3 separate regions of the Mus musculus genome follow, and regions 2 and 3 are each linked to region 1. The links are chromatin contacts, called in public Hi-C maps. All regions are on one chromosome and are shown on one strand. The core of a region is the stretch at or near the end of the contact, and the rest is flanking DNA. Distances in the headings are between cores, read along the strand shown. Region 1 overlaps Ntm (neurotrimin). Region 2 holds the start of Ntm (neurotrimin). Region 3 overlaps Ntm (neurotrimin).

Region 1 (2,700 bases), core at 175-2,674:
CAGTTCCTCAGTTTCCTTCTTCCCAGTGTCAGTACCTCTTGCCTGGCTATACTTCCTTCTGCCACTCCTGTTTGGAGAGTGGCAGGAAAATTTGGGGGCCTGAGCTTTGACAGGCTGAAGAGCGCATGCTCAGCTCATCCCCTTCCTCTCCTGATCCAGCTCTTCCTTTCCCTGTTCTCAGTCCTTCTGCCCCACGCCCTGCCTTCACTCCAGGCAACCCCCTGGTCCTGGCAGTGTTCCCCCATCTTTCCTGGAGGCCTTGTAAATGTACAGACCATTTAGACTTTAAGACAGTGGGGCCACTTTTCATCTCAGGCCAGGCTGCTGCCTGGTTTTACGGGGTCATAAAAGTCCTGACAGGAGTCATAAAAGCCTCCAATTGCACTGCAGAAACCCTTGGAGTATATTTTAAGGGCCCCTGAGTTTTCATTTTGCTGCTTTTATGGGGACTCGTAAAAGCTGCGTGCAGCAAGCCCACTGATTGGCTGCTCAGCACGGAGGTAGTTAAAATTACAGCTTTAGACAAATTGTTCCAGTCCCCATAAATCAGAGTCCGGCATGTGGCAGGGGAAGGCTTCCAGTTCTGCCGCATCCCCACGGCCTCTGGGTCCCACCACCCAGGCAAGGCTATGCTTGAGCCACACCTGACAAAGCTGCCCATCATCTTTTCCTGAAAGCTTCCTTGTGACCTGAATGCTGTTTAATCAACCGGCTGTTTACCAAACATCTGGTTGGCTTTTTGTTACTCTAAACCTGAGTTTAAGAAAAAACAAAAAAACAAAAAACCCAGAAAGCGAAATGACTTACTTTTATTTGTTTTTTTAACATGTTCATAGTAGAGTTAGCCTCACACTCCATGAACCCTACTTCAGTGAGGTGCTAGGTACAACTCCTTCTTTCTTTAAGGAGGTCCCCACAGTCCATCTTTTATGCCTTCCCTTTCTCTGGGTAAATTCAGTATGCTCCTATGAAGGGCTAGTATGGGATTAAAGTGATCAGTAGGTTTGTTAGTCCCTGCCTTCTTCCCATTTCTCACTCTTACATGTGGCTGAGCTCTAAAGCAGCATAGGTATTGTAGGAGATTGTCTCAACTTTTCACAAGCTTGTGACTCAAGGTCGTACCAAGAGTTGTGAGAAGCAGTTACCAGTTTTGTTTTTTTGTTTTGTTTTGTTTTGTTTTGTTTTGTTTTCTCTTCCTTCCAGACTCAGACTCAGGCAGTCCCCACTGAGGACCACAGGAACAACTTGTGGCTCAGTCAGACTCACCAACTCTCATCTGGAAGTTCAGAGGAGGATGCCCTTTTCCCTCACGTTGGCTTGTCTTCCAACTCAGGGAAGAAAGCTTTCAAAAGAGGCTCTGGTGGTGATAGGAGCAAGGAGTAGTCCCTGCTGGTACTCCCTTGAGAGAAATGTGTGGCTCCTATTTGTGTGTCTGCCTCTGTTCCCATGGTAACCACCTCTCTCTCCTACTATTTCTAAAGAGCACGTGCTTGTGGGAGTATCATTTTTAAAAAGAATGACACTTTCTCCTCCTCTTCTGGAGACTAGCCAAGTCAATACTTCCAGAAGCACTGGGTATCTTATTTCTTGGGAAATGGCCAACAGAGTGGAGATAGAAGTAAGGAGTCAGTTGAAGTAAGGAGAAAGGTTGTGGTAGAGAGGGAACCCAGGATTTGTTGTCAGACCGTGGATTAAAAAGCAGTATTGGCCTGAGAAATCCTGACAAGATACATGTGACGAAAATTCCATCACCATTAGTTCTCTTTCAGAGTCATGGCTGACAGAGCAGCCTTTCCAAGGCAAGAAAGAAAGGGGATGCAGGCTTTTCGGAGAGTCTCCTGCATAAGTCACAGGAAAAGCAGGTTCTCCCGAAGTATGCTTCTGTGTTGAAGGGCCTTATTCATTTCTTAAATCTATGAACCAATTGCAGAGGTTACAGGCTCCTTGAGAGAGAGAGAGAAAAAACATATCTTATTTCTGTCTTGTTCTAGTTTTATATAATTATTATATCAACTGTGGCTGATCAAAGCATTCATTAAAGAGAAACTATCTCTCCCTTGCTTTTGTTGCAGCGTGGAGAGATGTGACAGGCTTTCTGTGTCTCTGGCTATATTTCCCTTTTCTTTTTCATGCTTGATTTCTCTTCTTCCTCTCCTCCTCTCTTCCTGCCCGTTCTGCATGATGGTGATTTCTCACACGTAGCTTTGTCTTTCCACCTGGCCTGATCAAATCTCTTTTAGGGCGTCAAGGAGAGCAAAATCCCAGGCAGCTTGGCGAGTTCAGCTGTGAGTCCAGTGGGCGAGGCTGAGACCCACTCAGCCTCAGAGATATCATCAAGCAAATCTGGGGTGGCAGTGGGGGCTGGGGTGGAGCTGACCCTCCATTGGGCATAACCTGGGGTAGTCCCACCTGTTTTCACTACATTTTTTCTTGAAAATTCTAGGTTGTGGGCTGAACAATAGCTTTGTCTCAAAAACCAGGTACATATCTGATATCAGCCCTTTGTTAGTTCCTGAGGGAGAGAATTCTTACGCCAGGAAGGATATCAGATCTCTGGTTCCCAGCTCTTAGAGACTCTGCCACCTCCATGTCTGGTGTTGTTTCTACTTTATTTATTTCTAGGCTATACTTCCTGTGGAGGTTCCTTCAGTTTATTTACCATAAACCATTTTCCCCCAGTGGATTTCAGTTCTACAAATG
Region 2 (2,700 bases), core at 53-2,552, 95 kb before region 1:
TGGGCAACTACAAAGCTAGAAAAGCTAGCTTACTCATCTTCTTTTGCCATTTTTGAGTTTGGTTAACACATTCCACAGCTGACCTCTACCCACCCCTCCACTGTAGTAGTGTGAGGGGGAGATTGTGGGACAGGTGCACGTGTGGATCCTTACATACTATCTACATGGAAACGGCTGGTGTGACTCCATAGCGTCAATGTTCATTGGTACCAGCACCTCTGAGGTTAATAATGGTTCTGTAGTAATGTTTTCTTCGTATCTGGTGTTGGATGGCTTTGGGGAAGCACTCCCCCCCACCCACTTTTATTTCATAGACTTTTTAAAAAAAATAGTGCCCCAACTGAATGCAAGAGAAAGTCTAGGGAAATAAACAGAACCAGTGTACCCCCATTCCTTTCCCAGTAACAATTCAGGACAGTATTGGGAGCTCAGGACTGGAAATTCCAGGGAAGGGAGCCTATTGGCGTTACCCACACTGTTCTAACGGATCTACCCTGTTCCCTGTACAGGGACCAGGCATGGTCCATCAGAGTTAGTGTGAAGGGAGAAACATGATGTAGGCACAGAGGAACCAGCAGCAGACAGAGAGAAGTCACAGAAGCTCAGGCATATCCAGTCTTTCTTTGGGCTTCAAAGATTTAAAGAAAGCCACGCCTCTTGGAGATGAAATCAGGTACGCCAGAGTGTGAACCCAGAACCCAGAGAATCTTCTTTATAAACAAGGCTGTGGCTTACACTGGCCCATGCCTGTGTACCTTTTACCCAGTTAGCATTCTCAGTGTCTGGGGTGAGGTTGGGGAATTGAAAAAAGGCTGTGTTGAACTTGACCAACATTTTAAAGGGATTTTGCTCACTCCATCAACCAAGGTCCTTCTGGAATTTCCACATTTATATTTTACGTGGACTATCTCTTAGAATGGCTGTGTTGAGTCTGCGGGGTTTTAAGAGGGTGGGTGTAGTGCAAAGGGTGGTGTAACATTGAATAAAAATGAGATTATTTAAAGCATCTTCCTAACGTTGTAAATGTACTCTCAATGCTGATAGAATTAATTTGACCATTTTAAAGGTGCACATATGCATGCTGCAGGCTCTTCTCTTCCTAGTTAGTTTGTGACCCTTATTAAGATGTCTAGGGTTATTAAGACCTCACAGTAACTTTGTCTTCTTAATTGCGAAGAGCTAGCTCTTCAAATCCGGAAATGGTTAAAACGGTGGCCAGAGGTGGTACACCGCCCTGCCCTGGCCCGGCGCGGCGGGGGTTAAGGTGGGCGCCCGCGCCCCGCACCCGCCAGGATGAGCGCACAGTCCGTGCCTCCCGCCAGCCGGATCGCTTGGAGTCGGCAAGGAGAGAAAGTGGCGGTCAGGGATGGAGCTGCTGCCATGACAACCCCGGCGGTCGGGGCCCGCGCGCGTCGGGGCTGCTCCCGGGAGGAAGGCAGCGCGGAGGCCGGGGGCGGCCGCTGAGCGTGGCGTCCGCGGCTCCGGTGGTGCCGACTGCGCTTCGTCTTCTGCAGCGAGCCAGAGAGCGGGCTAGGGACCGCTGCGGTCCGCCCCTGCCGCGCCGCTCCAACCTTGCTGCTGCGCTGCAGAGACAGCCCAAGCTGCAGCGCGAATCTGGGCTCTGAGCAAGTTGACCGTGGCTCTGCGGCAGGATTCCCGAGTCCGGATTGCAGGAAGCCGGCTTAGCAGGCGCCTCCTTGCTCCCTCCGTGCCGCCTCTTGCGTGCTCTACTTTCCATCTGCTATTGTTCCAGATTGTTTCTGGCGCCGAGCCTTGCTCTGAAACTTAAGAAAGTGCTGGATTTCCTCTCGTTCGACTGAGGAATCGTAGACCACATCTGGGTAGCTGGATTCAACCCAGCCACAACCCCGTTGGATACCAAAGTGCTTACTCCTGTCCAAAGTGCCATGCCTGAACTGCTACGGGGAAGAGGCAGCTTCTGAGACCCGCACCTGTGCGCCTGCTTGCCTGCCTTGCGCTTCTCCTTCCTGGCCACCTTCCTGGCTACAGGCAGCACGGAGAAAGTCCGCCTCGGATGTGTGTGGAAACTGGTTCTCGGAGGCTGCGAGCTGAGGCTGGATTTAGGGGAGGAATATTAGACTTGGAGGAGTCTGCGCGCTTTTCTCCTCCCAGTGCATCGCGCGGTCGCCGCTAGTTCATCGCTGGGTCCCCGCGCTCACTCCCCACCCCACCCACTTCCTGTGCTCGCCCGGGGGGCGTGTGCGTGCCACTACCGGAGTTCTGGGAAGTTGTGGCTGTCGAGAATGGGGGTCTGTGGGTACCTGTTCCTGCCCTGGAAGTGCCTCGTGGTCGTGTCTCTCAGGCTGCTATTCCTTGTACCCACAGGAGTGCCGGTGCGTAGCGGAGATGCCACCTTTCCCAAAGCTATGGACAACGTGACGGTCAGGCAGGGGGAGAGCGCCACCCTCAGGTAGGGAACTGCCACTCTACTAAATGATGATTTGTTTCGGCTGGGGCAAAGGGGCAGGGGTGCGGGTGTGTGCTCTGGAGCAAGCCAGGGCTAGTGGAGAGATCCCTAGCTTGCTGCGCTGCACAATTCCTGGATGAGCTAACTGCTCTACCAAGGAATGTGGCAACCTCAGGGTAATGCTAGGGGAGAGCTGTGCTTTCCAAACCTGGCTCCTTTGACCCAAGGGTTTGTTAAAGGTGAGGGATAGCTGTCTTATTTTGAAGCCAATG
Region 3 (2,700 bases), core at 74-2,573, 120 kb after region 1:
GGACTAAATTATGCCCACATAATTTACTATTGAGGTGTATAGGGATAGGAAAGAGTATAGTGAGTGTGTGTGTGTGTGTGTGTGTGTGTGTGTGTGTGTGTGTGTGTGTGTGTGTAAGAGATAGGGGAGGAGGAAGAGTAGAAGGAACAGGAGAAGAGGAAGATTGTCTTCGGTTCTGACAGGGCTGGAGTGTACCAGCTGTTGGTAGAAGGCATCATCGTTTGTCTGTGAGTTCCTTGAGTCCAAGCACACACTCTTGTGTAATGTAGGGGAACAGAGACCGAGAATGAGCTGGTGTCTGGCTACTTGGTTATGTCAGAGAACGCTTGTGATGGAAAAATAAAACAAAACTAACCAACAGATGATTCTGTATCCATTCTTTTCTAGTCCAAAAGAGCCTGATGGGTTTGCTTTCCCACAGGGTTGGTTTAAGAACATTGGACAGTATCAGGGAGGGTAATGTGATTTTTTTTTTCCAGTCCAGCTGTGGAGTCAGTTCTTGATGAAGCCATGTGATTGGCATGTGGTACATACCATGGAATCCTGCTGGGGGTGATGACAGATGCTGGTGCCTGTTATTATTATGGTTTGGGAAGGTATTTTTTTTTTTTTTTGTTGCTCCTCCATCATCCTCTTCTCTCTGATAAACGAAGGCTGAGCTATTGTGGAACATAGGCAATAGCTCTGGAAATCAAAGCTCACACCACTGCTGGCACCTTGCCAGAACTCTGGAGTTATCTTCTGGGATGGCAGCAGGCAGCTGCTGTCATTCTCCCCCAGGAGTTATTTTGGGGCTTACTTTTATTTCTCCCAAGACAAGGGGAACTGGAGCAGGTGGCCAAGACAATGAAAAGCAAGGAAGGGCTAGAATGGGGACGCCTGGGGTAGAGGCCTGCAGAGGGCCAGTGGGAGACAGAAGTGGGAAGCCTGGGAAAGGCCTTCCAAGCAGGCCTTCTACTTTGTTGGCTATGAGCTTAAAGCCTGGCTCCTCCAGCCGTTCCTCTTGTGTTATGAGAGATGCTCTTGATGATCTGTAAAAGGCAGTCTGATTTATAAATACACCAAGAAGATTCAAGCACCTTTTCTTTGACATGTTGGGAAACTGAGGCACAACATACCAGTGACATTTTAACCCTGCTCCTTTTCAGGTCCTATTGTTGGCTAGTTGTCTTGTTCCGGAAGTTGTGGGAAGTGTTTCCCTACTTCCTGTATAAGGAGAATTTGTTGATGGCTTTGCTTTTATGGTCCCCTCCTGCAGATATCCTCCCGACTGCACACAACCCCACAAAGCTCCTAAGCCTGGGTCTCATGGGTTGACTCTGCCCTCTGGTGGATCAAAAGGTGCTGTATGAGGTAGAAAGGGAACTCCTTCCAGAAATACATATCCTGGCAGGCTTCCCAGAACAGTCTTTGGTTAAAGCAACCCGAACCCTAAATGAATACAGCTCAATATGCTTGTGATGTGTTAATAACCCGATAAGCTGGTTAGAACGTGCTACCAAGTGGACCTATTGCCCGTGTAACCACTTCTCACCTCCATGCCGCTGAGCAGGGATCAACCATGTGGGACCCCAGAGTCATACAGACAATACTGACCTCCCAGCTAATGAGAAGTCCCGAGCCCCCCTAACGCAGGTCCCCAGTGACATCTGCATCGTGCAAGCATGCCCTTTGCCCGCCTTTTTAATGACTTTCTATTTTGTTTTACAACCTGCAATCTGCCGCATGTCCTGGTCAACAGTGTCTATTTTTTCTGCTGTTGCCTGTGCTCTGGATGCTTTTATGGGCATTGATTTCCTTTGCTGGTTCCCCAAAGAGGTACTTTTCCTTGAGCCAGAGAGGCATTCCAGCGGATTATGGTGTCTGCCACTCTGTACTCCAATTTATTGCTCTCCTGGATTTTATTCTCTCTCATACTTGCAGCCAAGTCTCATTCATTCCATTTTCTTGGATAAGCAGAATGGGACAAAGTTGCTATTAATAGGAGAAAGAATGTCATGCCAGAAGGCTGAGCGATGTCTGAGTTTATAATCCTTATGTTCCAGAGGCTAGCTCTCCTCTTAGATCTAACCTAGATCTAGCCTTCTCTGTCCAGGTAGAGGAGTGGACCTCGTCATGGTTTATAATCTTTCCAGGCACGTTTGGACAAAAGATATCTCTTTAGTTGGCCATCCATCCTCCACCTTAGGGTAATCAGTTTGCTTTGGCAGAAGAAAGTCTGTCTAGGATAGATTGTACAGGGCAGAGGGCTGCCTGGGGAGGACGTGGGGAGGAAGAGTTCAGGCAAGCAATCACCTCTTCCTCCTGTGAGAGTGGCTGCTTCTTACTCTTCTTAGATAACAAGCTATGTGCATCTCATTGAGAATGCTCTATGAGTCTCAGTGTTTTTTTTTTTTTTTATTACATTGACAAACAAGTTTACTAATCATTTATCACAAATTAAGTAGAAACACAATTTCTAAACAGTGTCTTTCAGATAATAAATGTCTTTTGAATGTGCATATGTAATGTTACCACTCAGCTGTTGCTAGCCCTGCCTACTCTATCAGTAAGGTTTGAGAAACTGAACACGTACTTCTGAGAGTATCAATCAGATGTGGCTTCTGTAGGATCAGTACTTAGCATACTGTAACCTGTCTCCAGGCTATATAAATGAACACTTCCTTCAGTCAGGAGAGGGGTCACCAAGGCTCTTCTAGT

What was found. Hi-C and Micro-C count contacts between places; a contact is called where the count stands out from the background.
Region 2: a contact with region 1 is called in a Hi-C map of uterus, with 3 times the contacts expected there. The contact joins the promoter of Ntm here to the enhancer-like site in region 1. A contact is called at or near these places in 1 of 39 promoter capture datasets (hippocampal neurons), 9 of 484 Hi-C or Micro-C datasets (B cells, the HL-1 cell line, brain and 3 more), 1 of 115 datasets of contacts at active chromatin or transcription factors (embryonic hindbrain) and 2 of 9 other capture datasets (embryonic tail and pancreatic islet).
Region 3: a Hi-C map of cerebral cortex shows a contact between it and region 1, with 1.7 times the contacts expected there. The contact joins two enhancer-like sites. A contact is called at or near these places in 10 of 484 Hi-C or Micro-C datasets (the AtT-20 cell line, the HL-1 cell line, cerebellar granule neurons and 3 more) and 1 of 9 other capture datasets (adipose tissue).

What each region holds. Positions count from the first base shown.
Region 1 is chr9:29,316,620-29,319,319 of GRCm38.p6, reverse strand. All of the region lies in intron 1 of Ntm (neurotrimin), which reads left to right. Among named protein-coding and RNA genes, the nearest start is that of Ntm, 95 kb to the left of the region's middle. Within about 2 kb of position 1,424, at least 65 of the 459 cell types and tissues checked have an H3K27ac peak or open chromatin away from gene starts, as enhancers often do. A contact at or near this core is called in brain, cerebellar granule neurons, cerebral cortex and 2 more, where this site is marked.
Region 2 is chr9:29,411,287-29,413,986 of GRCm38.p6, reverse strand. Ntm (neurotrimin) reads left to right here and starts at 1,302. Exons shown (of 7, transcript NM_001357602.1): 1 at 1,302-2,431. The coding sequence starts at 2,265.
Region 3 is chr9:29,200,489-29,203,188 of GRCm38.p6, reverse strand. All of the region lies in intron 1 of Ntm (neurotrimin), which reads left to right. Among named protein-coding and RNA genes, the nearest start is that of Gm15520, 170 kb to the right of the region's middle. Within about 2 kb of position 1,323, at least 12 of the 459 cell types and tissues checked have an H3K27ac peak or open chromatin away from gene starts, as enhancers often do. A contact at or near this core is called in cerebral cortex, where this site is marked.